Linked DNA regions of Zea mays: region 2 is linked to region 1. The links are chromatin contacts, called in public Hi-C maps. All regions are on one chromosome and are shown on one strand. The core of a region is the stretch at or near the end of the contact, and the rest is flanking DNA. Distances in the headings are between cores, read along the strand shown. Region 1 holds the start of LOC100285615 (WW domain-binding protein 11). Region 2 holds the start of LOC100272397 (Guanylate-binding family protein).

The links. A called contact is a pair of places that touch in the nucleus more often than the background predicts.
Region 2: a contact with region 1 is called in a Hi-C map of ear, with 2.4 times the contacts expected there. The contact joins the promoter of LOC100272397 here to the promoter of LOC100285615 in region 1. A contact is called at or near these places in 2 of 25 Hi-C or Micro-C datasets (ear and tassel).

Annotation. Positions count from the first base shown.
Region 1 is chr1:294,566,249-294,570,915 of Zm-B73-REFERENCE-NAM-5.0, reverse strand. It overlaps LOC100285615 (WW domain-binding protein 11), which reads left to right and starts at 2,561. Exons shown (of 1, transcript NM_001158506.3): 1 at 2,561-3,269. The coding sequence starts at 2,624. The coding sequence ends at 3,124.
Region 2 is chr1:294,899,760-294,904,426 of Zm-B73-REFERENCE-NAM-5.0, reverse strand. LOC100272397 (Guanylate-binding family protein) reads right to left here and starts at 2,868. Exons shown (of 17, transcript NM_001359613.1): 1 at 2,550-2,868; 2 at 747-849; 3 at 558-627; 4 at 434-472; 5 at 210-327; 6 at 68-125. The coding sequence starts at 2,665.

The sequences.
Region 1 (4,667 bases), core at 1,312-3,811:
AGAGCCATTGTGAAGAAGGAAACACATACGGTGTACATGAGCATTTGGTGTATATATGTTGCACATGAACTAACAAATTTCATTAAAAATCTAAAATATCATACATATTCTTTCTATTCTACTTCTATTATGTATAAAATTTCAAATTTAAAGTCGTTATATTTTAGCTGTAATAAAAAGGAACACATGAAATATCATACATGTTTTAGTTGTAATAAAAATGGTCGTTCGACCATAAAAACGTGTGCTATAGACGAGAGGCCAAAAACAGTCTTACCAGTTCCAGCGTGGATAGTGGATTGAGGACGAAAACATGTGTTATAATTCACGTGAGTCCAGGAATAGCTTTACCGGCCTCCTGGGACCAAAATGTTTATTAGGGTTGTACATACGAGTTGACTCTATCTACTGCTACTATATAATGTGCAGGAAGTACAACCAATAGATGGTTGTTGAGCAGGAAGCCATTGTGAAGAAGGGAACACATCCTATATACATGAGCATTTGAGTATATATAGTGCACATGAACTAACAAATTTCATAAAAAATCTAAAAAAAAATCATACATATTCTTTCTATTTTACTCATATTAAGTACAAAATTTAAAATTCAAATCCGTTATATTTTAGCTGTAATAAAAAAGAGAATATTTTGGTCGATTTTCTAATTTAAATTTATCAGAAAATTTATCTTTTTTTATTACAACTAAAGTATGTTGAATTTGAACTTAAGATTTTGTATATAATTGAAGTAAGATGGAAAGAATATGTATGAAAATTTTCAGAATTTTTTATAAACTTTGTTAGTTCACAATATGCACATCAAAGGTTCATGTGCACTAGATATATTTCCTGTTAAGAATGCAATAACCCATGCAAGCAGTTTCTCAGTGTTTAGTATTTGCATGGTACATAACCATATTGGTCAATATTATCAAGTTGTTTTTATCTAAGGGCTAGTTTGAGAACTCTAATTTCTAAAGAGATTTCTATTTTCCCAAGGAAAAATAAACTAATTTCCTTTGAAAAAATTAAAATCCCTTGGAAAAATGAGTCCGCCAAACTAGCTCTAAATAACATCATTTTTAGAAAGGTGCTAGGTTGGGCAAATTTGGAGTATTCAGTCACATTGTAGGGACTGGCTTGGTAGTAAGATAATCCAACTGTCCTTGATAAAATGATAGAATGTTGAAACTTTTAGCTGGACAGGAGTAGGGGGAAGTAATTAGATCTTGAAGACATATAATTTTGTGGTTTCTTGTGGAGGCAAATAGTAAACGGTCTTTTTAGGGTCAGGTGAACTGAAGTGTTATAACCTTTTTTGGTGAGCAGGTCTGGTCGTTTTTGTTCACCTCTGAATCCTAAGCAGAAGTTGAACAATCCTAAGGTCCCTTGTCAGGTACTGTAGTACAAATGTACAGTGAAAGGCACGGAGGATGATCATTAGTAGTGTGTTTGGTTTGAGGAATTAGGTGATCCATCTTCTTCTCACTCCTCACTTATTTATTTGGTTTGTGGAATAGAATGAGTTGATCTATCACCACCCCATTCCACATAAGCTAATAATTAGTATATACATGAGGTGCGGGTTGATTCCACCAAAATTGATGGAATTAACTTATAATGCATCACCTCATAAAGCATAGAGTGACTCCACAAACTAAATACACCATAGGATCTCAAGATGATTTGCCATGATAATTTGATGGTACGCCCTATTAGCTGGTATCATTTGATTTTATATAATCAGTGACTTAGTTGTTATTTATTTAGATGTCCAACTAATAATAATTAACTACTCTACTATCTATTTAGGTTCAAAAGATATAATTATCGCCACATAATTACTATCTATAAGCATCTAAACTGGGCTTAAAAAGTAGGATCTTTATTTGTAGTTTTTTTGGGTGAAGTTTCATTCAATAGAGAAATCGAATTCGCTGACGTTTTGCTCGGATGTAGTTGAATTTATATTAATCTTTGTTAGCAAAAACGGTAGAAAAACCAAGTAGAGCAACCAAATAAATTACAGAGAGAACGACACACAGATATACGTGGAAAACTCTTTAATATGAAAGGAAAAAAATACGGGTATCAGTCGGGTATCAGTCAGACAAAACCGTCATTATATATGGAGTGTTTATAGAACGTCGTCCGTAGATGGTGGCTTACATAAGCAGTAAAAGACGACACACAATAAACTTTAATTATGGTCACTAATATATACCGTGGGGCTCTACCCGCCGGAGGTGCCTCACGACGCCGCTTGCTAACATGATCGATCATAAACTCAACAATTATTTCGTGTCAAAATCGATTAGAGTGAAAATTGAAAGCTTCTAAACAAGTCGGAATAAAGAAAAGCTCCGTAGTTGTTCCCGGTGAATTGTGGAAATGAGATAAGAGTAACTTCGTGGGTAGTACTCTGACAGGCACGTACGCACGTCGGCACGTGTCGCAAGAAGCCTCCTCTTTCGGAAAGCAGGACACGTGCTCCTGGTCGTCGCCGGACGTGTCAAGTCGCCAGGCGTATAAAGTGTTCAGCCGACCTCCCGTGCCATGCCTCTTGTTTTGTACTCAATCGTCGTCGTGTACGCCAAAGATAGGAAGAGCAGAGCGCAAGGATGCCGGCTAGCCTGGTGACGTCGTCGCTCCTCCCGCCGTGCCGCGCGGCCGCGACGTCGGCGCGCGCGTTGCGTTCGTTCGCCCGCCGGCCGCCGCCTTCGTCCGCCGGTCTCGTCCGCGTGCGCTGCCACGCTGCCACTCCGCCGCCGCCGGAGGTCCCGGGCCAGACGACGCCGCCCGAGGTGCCTGGCACGGACCGCCAGCCGCTCGAGGTGCCGGGGACGAACCGCCCGCCGGACGAGGTGCCGAGCATCGACACGCCGCCAGAGTTCAACGCGCCGCCGGGCGTCGACGTGCCGATGCCGGGGCAGCCAGCGCCCGGACCGGAGCTCCCGGGTCCGGCGATGCCGTCGCCGCCGGCGCCGGAGGTCCCTGTCGTGCCGCCCAACCCCGACGTACCGCCGCCACAGCTCCCGGAGGTGGACCCGCCCAGTCCGCCGCCCGAGGTCGTCCCGCCGGAGCCGCCAGGCACCGCGACGGCGCCGCCTCCCTTTGTGTAGCTCCGTGGCTCCGCCGCCGTCGATGGCGCGGGCCGGTGGCAGGTGGACAGGGCGGGCGGCATGCGAATGAACCACGTAGGAGTGTACAAAGTAGTTAGAAGGCATGTTGTTCACGGGTCACGGCTGGGCAAGTTTGCTATTGGTTTAAAAATGGACCTATCAAAGTCGAGGACGACCGGTGCCGTAGCTTAGCTAGCTTGGCGTGATCCGTGATCGTGAGCTCGTGGCAATGGCGCTCGCTGAGCGCCCACGGTGGTGTTTGGTTTGCTCGACTAAACTTGAGTTCGTCTCACTATTATTATAAAACTAACTGCGCCACTACCACCCATTGTTTGGTCGGAGCGCCGGGACTCGCAAGGTCGCAACTCGAATTCACCCTGTTCTTCCCTCTACTGACTCGCGTTTTGATTCGTGGTCGTGTCTGCCGTGGGCCTGTGCCGGCTTCCGCCAATCCGAATTGGGCATTTTGTAGCTGTGCTGCTCGTAACGGGCCTCCATCGCTTAAAATTCGCTTTGTTTTTTAACCTAAATTTTGATTAAAATTTACATTTAGACTTTTTGGATGACTTAGGGGGTGTTTGGTTTGTAGGGACTAATCCCTACATTTATTCCATTTTAGTTCCAAAATTACCAAATATAGAAACTAAAACTTTATTTTAGTTTCTATATTTAGCAATTTATAGACTAAAAATGAATAAAATGAAGGGACTAAACATTAGTCCCTAGAAACCAAACACCCCCTTATTTCAGTATTTAGATCCTCGGTATTTAGACCCGATCGGACAACCAATTTTTTTGTTCTTTAACTTAATTTTCGACCAAAATTACATTTAGATCGTGATTCACTTATTTCAGGATTTGGATCCCAAGCCAAGCTCTACATCAATGACTTATTTCAGGATTTGTACTCGAAGCTTGACCCATATGTTATAGCGCTGAGATAACGACACACATGTCGACGCATTTCAGGATTTAGACCTGAAGCTCGACACATTTCGACACATTTCAGGTCGACACACACGCCGATCCTTCTCTCCAATCTTTCTTACCTCTCACCTCCCTCTCCTCACGCGCCGCCCCCGGAGCCGCGTCGACCCTCACTTCTCACCTCCCTCTCCTCACGCGTAGTCCTCGTCGTCCCCCATATCCACGTCGGCCCCATCCTGTGCCACCTCCGTACCTCCACGACGTGTCGCCGCCCGGCACCCATAGCTTCGACCACCGACCCCACGTCGACCGCCGACCCCAAGATATTTTTTGTTTTTTTAAGTTAAACTTCCATTAATAGTTAGTAAGCGTTATTGTTTTGCACATATAGTTTAACTTAACACTAATCCTAAACTTACCATATATAGTTTAGCATATTGTTTAGCACATTATTTATCATATGGTTAGCTTATCTCTACTACTTATTAAGGAGGTAAGGGTAGTCTGTCGTTCTGCCTTCGTTCAATCTGGATCGTCCATCGCTGTTGTTCAATTTGGATCGTCCATCGCCACACTAACCTGCTAGCCGCGCCCTCCTCACCCCGCTCCATCCGCG
Region 2 (4,667 bases), core at 1,619-4,118, 330 kb before region 1:
AATGGCCCACAATGAAATTAACCAAGCGACAGCCATTGAGGGGAGAGAAGGTGGGAGGGGGGGGCACCGTCTCAGGAAGGTTGTAGATAAGCACCGAACTTAGGACAGTTGCCAAAGCAAATATCCTACCAAAGAAAGAGAACATTCTAATAGTTAATTATCCATCCTAGAAAAAGTAAATCAGAATGAGCTCTTTTCTAGCCACAAACCTATCATCATACACATTTGATTTCCCAACACTTTCAAATCCTTCAGTGTCTAGATAAATGACAGAAACTTTGGAACCATCAACATCCATCTCAACAGGAGTACCCCAAATCCAAATACCTGCAATATAATAGGAAAAATTGTAATAAATTATTAATAAGCTCTATTAAGAAAAAAGACAATTAACAAAGAAACGAAGTTCTGGAACATCAGGAAACAACCCAACCTTTAGTTTTAGTATCTCGCATATGACCAACTCCAAAACCTGCATTGCCAACATTCTCAAATAGATCTAGTATGCAAACTAGCAAATCCTTTTTTTTATAATATCAGAAACAACATCTAATTACCTTTATCACAAGATAAGGAGAGAAGCTGGTTGAGGAGAAAAGATTTTCCAGATCGATATGGACCAATGACCTGGGTTAACAGCAGGTGGTCATTGAGGTGTCAAATCATGGTTGGTCATGTTCAGTAATGTAAAATACTAGAATGACAAACAAAATACAAATCTTTGGAACTACCAAGTTCAAACTTACACCAACAACAGCAATAGGAGTTTCAATCCTTCGAATTGCTTCTAGACCTTGTTCTGAGAGACGAAGTTTTGTGTGCCCGTGGTCTGGCTCCACTATTGGAAACCTGTAGGTGCATACAGTCAATAGTTGATGGTAGACTCACAATTATCTTCCATCATATGCCCCATTAAATGCTACCTTGAGAAGCATGAATAACAAACATGGATATCAGATATTTCAAATCAAAAGTTCATAAAAATAGTAAGAGACAACTGCGTCTTTTTTTCTAGAAGCCAGATTTCATGACAGGACAGAAGCAAGCAGTCTCACTCGATGGCTGAATACCACATATATCAGTGTGCAGTGAGGTCTTATATATTCAGTGCCAGTATTCATTCAATAGAGGAAGGCACTCCCTCCATAACAAAATATGAGACGCTTTGGCTTTTCTAAATACATTGCTTTTAATATATATCTAGACATAGTGTATATCTAAGTTGTGCATAGTAAAAGGTAGGAATCTAGAAAGGTCAAAACATCTTATAATTTGGAATGGAGAGAGTACTGAGTTATTAACATTTAGAAATCTTGAGGAAGAAACAAAAAAATAACCAGCTTCTGTAAAATGTGTGTGCGCGGGAGAGGGGGGCACAAGCTTAGACAAACTTCACACAAAATTTGCAAAAGTCAAAAAAAAGAAGGAAAAGGAATTCTACCAGCAACTTTTACTAGATCCTACAAAGCAAGCAGCAAGCATATACTTTGGATAGCATACTCATTATTCATATATGACAAATGGGCGTTCATTTAACTAAAGTCTTGGAACTTAGCAATGTTTGAAGCTATTCAAATTACTAGTTTCCGTAAAAGCACCCAAAAATATTCAAACAGCAACATCCCCCAAAGAATAGAACACCCAATCTGCATATGCCAGTCAAACTAATCCAAATTTCAACACTGCTTGAAAGCAGAAACAATTGTGCCACGGCATAAGTAATTCACTGACAAAATGCCATAAAGGAAAATCATATGGCACCTCGTTAACTAAAGAACTAAAGTATCATGTTACAATGTTTCAAAAACCATGTATGTAGTACATCTAAATTTAAGTGTAGCCAGATTGAAATTCATCTTTGATGCTGAGATTTAAAAAACACAAGTGTCAACACTTGATGAACAGTGCAAGGTTGGTTACTTGTCCATTTTGTTTCCTGACATCTCAGATGAATTTCAAACTGAATTGTTGCGGCTATATTTAACTGTACATGGTTTTTGTGGTGATTTTTGAAACATTGCAACATGGTATTTTAGCCAAGGAGGGCACCAACCCCCTTGGGCACCAAATCTGCACTCGTGCCATAAAACATACTTCCTCTTGGCCTTCTCCATATGCAAGCTATCAAGTACCAACCACCTGTCATTCCTCGACATCCCACCAAACTTGTCTACTGCCTTCACACACGCGTGGCATGAGAAACTCATGACACACGATACAATCATACAAGAGACGGCGGAACTGAGATGATAAATTAAACCAGAATTGTCCGAAACTGCAACAGAAGTACGGGTAAGCGGTGAAGCAGAGCGCTTTAGCTCCTTTACGCCACAACACCTCATCATCGCGTGGCATGCACGGCCGGGACGGCGCATGCTTCCACCAGTCAACGCACGGGCAATGCGCGCTACAGACGCAACGAGACATTCGCGCCATCCAACGCGAAATTCGGTTCGACGTCCCCCGCCAAAAGCAACGAGGCAGCGGGAATGGCGCCACAGCACCGACCAGCCATACGGATACGCGGAGCAGAGCCGAGGTACACTTACGCGCGCTCGAGCTCGTCGGGATCAGGATCCCCCGCGGCGGCTCCGGCGGCAGCCGCGACCGCGAGCAGGACCAGCGCCGCCGCGCGGATCCCCGAGGCCCACCGCCCGCGCCCCATCCCCTGCACCGCCCACGAACAACCAGGTCTCCTCGGCCCAGATCTCTGCTTCGGGAGCGGAGGAGACGCCGTAAGCGCCCCCAATGCGGCGAGCGGCAATGGCCGGCGCGGGCGCCGCCGACTGGGCACCGGGCGGCGCGGCGCGGCGCGGGATCTGGGGCTAGGGTTTTGGCGCGCAGGCGGATTCCGGAGTTGCTTCGGCGCGAGGGAATGAACGGGAAGAGCTGGAGCCGCGGGGCGACGAGGTCGGAACTCGGAAGGGGAGAGGAAAAAAATTCGGGGGAGCACGGGGCAGCGAGGGTGATGCGTGCGTGCCGCGAGAAGCCCGCTTCCGTATTTTAAGCGGGCAATTGTTTAGCGCTTTATTATAGCGTCTACTACTATTAATAACGTTGCTAATGGCGTCGACTTAATGGCTCCGTGGGCCCGCATGGCAGTGGGATTTGACGGGGACTGGCTGACTGGGCATTGTGTGGGAGCCACGACCTGGAAACGTGTGTATGCGTTATTCCTGGGGATGGAAGAGCGGACACGTTAGCAGGGCCCACGTGGCGGTGATTGAAAGACCAATAGAAACAGAGCATCTGGTGCTGTTATAGTTGCTGGCGATGCTTCCAGACTTCGAGCGTCTCCGTCGTGGCTGGAAAAAAGCTCCAACTCACGTGCTGGTTCGGGCTCGGAGCACCTTGGCTCGGATCGATTTGACATTCAAAAAGCTTGAGTCGACCATATTTTTGTGGCTTGTGAACAGAGCAAGCAAGCTCAGTTCAGCTCGCTGCAGCTGGTTTGTGGTTCAAACTAATAATAATTTATTACAAAAAAAATCTAATTAACATATAATTTCTACTACTCTATAAGAGTCTAAAGTAGACGTCCAGCGATTCCCTCGAAACCATTAATATGATTTTGCATTAAGTATTTCTCACTGATTTGATAAATTTAGGAAGGCTATATTTACTTGACCCGCTACCTTTCTTTTACATAGTGAATTACTGCAGATTTACAAATTGTAAGTAAACACGCATGTTGTTCGTTCCTCAGTAATTCACATGCCTGATGATATCTTATTTGTAAGTAGACAAATCTAATGTGTCACTAACATATCTACTCCCTTGCACTCCCAAGGAAAAATATGTTCATTGTAGTTTTAATGCATAATTTTGCAGACATGCAGTATGCAGCCAAGGATTAAATGGTTAGTAACATATATGTGCTCTTTTACCATCTTGGCAAAGTAGCTAACATTTTCTACCTGCTCCTGTATGTCATCCATGGCATCTTGTTTTGCAGTACCCAGGCCACCCAACAATTTGAGTAGTACCGTCAATTGGGTTATGGTTTTGTCGGCGTTTCGACCCCGGGGGGTCCTTGGACCGACGAGTAAATTTGTCGCTGCGCGTCCCAGCCCAGATGGGTTGGCGCGAGACGGAACACAAGGGGGAAAACGCGGCTCGTGTTGCCCCGCGCCACGGGGGTGTGCTTGCAGTAGGGGTTACAAGCGTTCGCGAGAGAGAGAGAGAGAGAGTGAGCATGTTCGTTAGCTCCTTCTCCCGCGCGACCCTCTTGCATGAAGGCCCTGGATCTTCCTTTTATAGATGCAAAGAGAGGGTCCAGGTGTACAATGGGGGTGTAGCTATGCGCTAACGTGTTCGGCAGAGAGGTGCCTGAGCCCTGTGTACATGCTAACGTGGCTGTCGGAGAGGTGCTAGAGCCCTGTGTACGCGGTATCGTGGCCATCGGAGGAGCGCTTGAGCCCTGTAGAAGCACAACTGTCGGGGCTGCTGGGACCTTGCTGACGTCTCCTTGCTTCCGTAGGGGGCTGAGAACCACCGTCGTCATGGACGCACGCGGGGAGCCATCATTACTTGTTACCGGGGCGAGCCTAGATGGGACGCCGGTCTTGTTCCCCCGTAGCCTGAGCTAGCTAGGGGTAGGGTAATGATGTATCCCCCGTGGCGCGGTCGGTCCGAGCCTAAGGTCGGGCGAGGCGGAGACTCCTCCT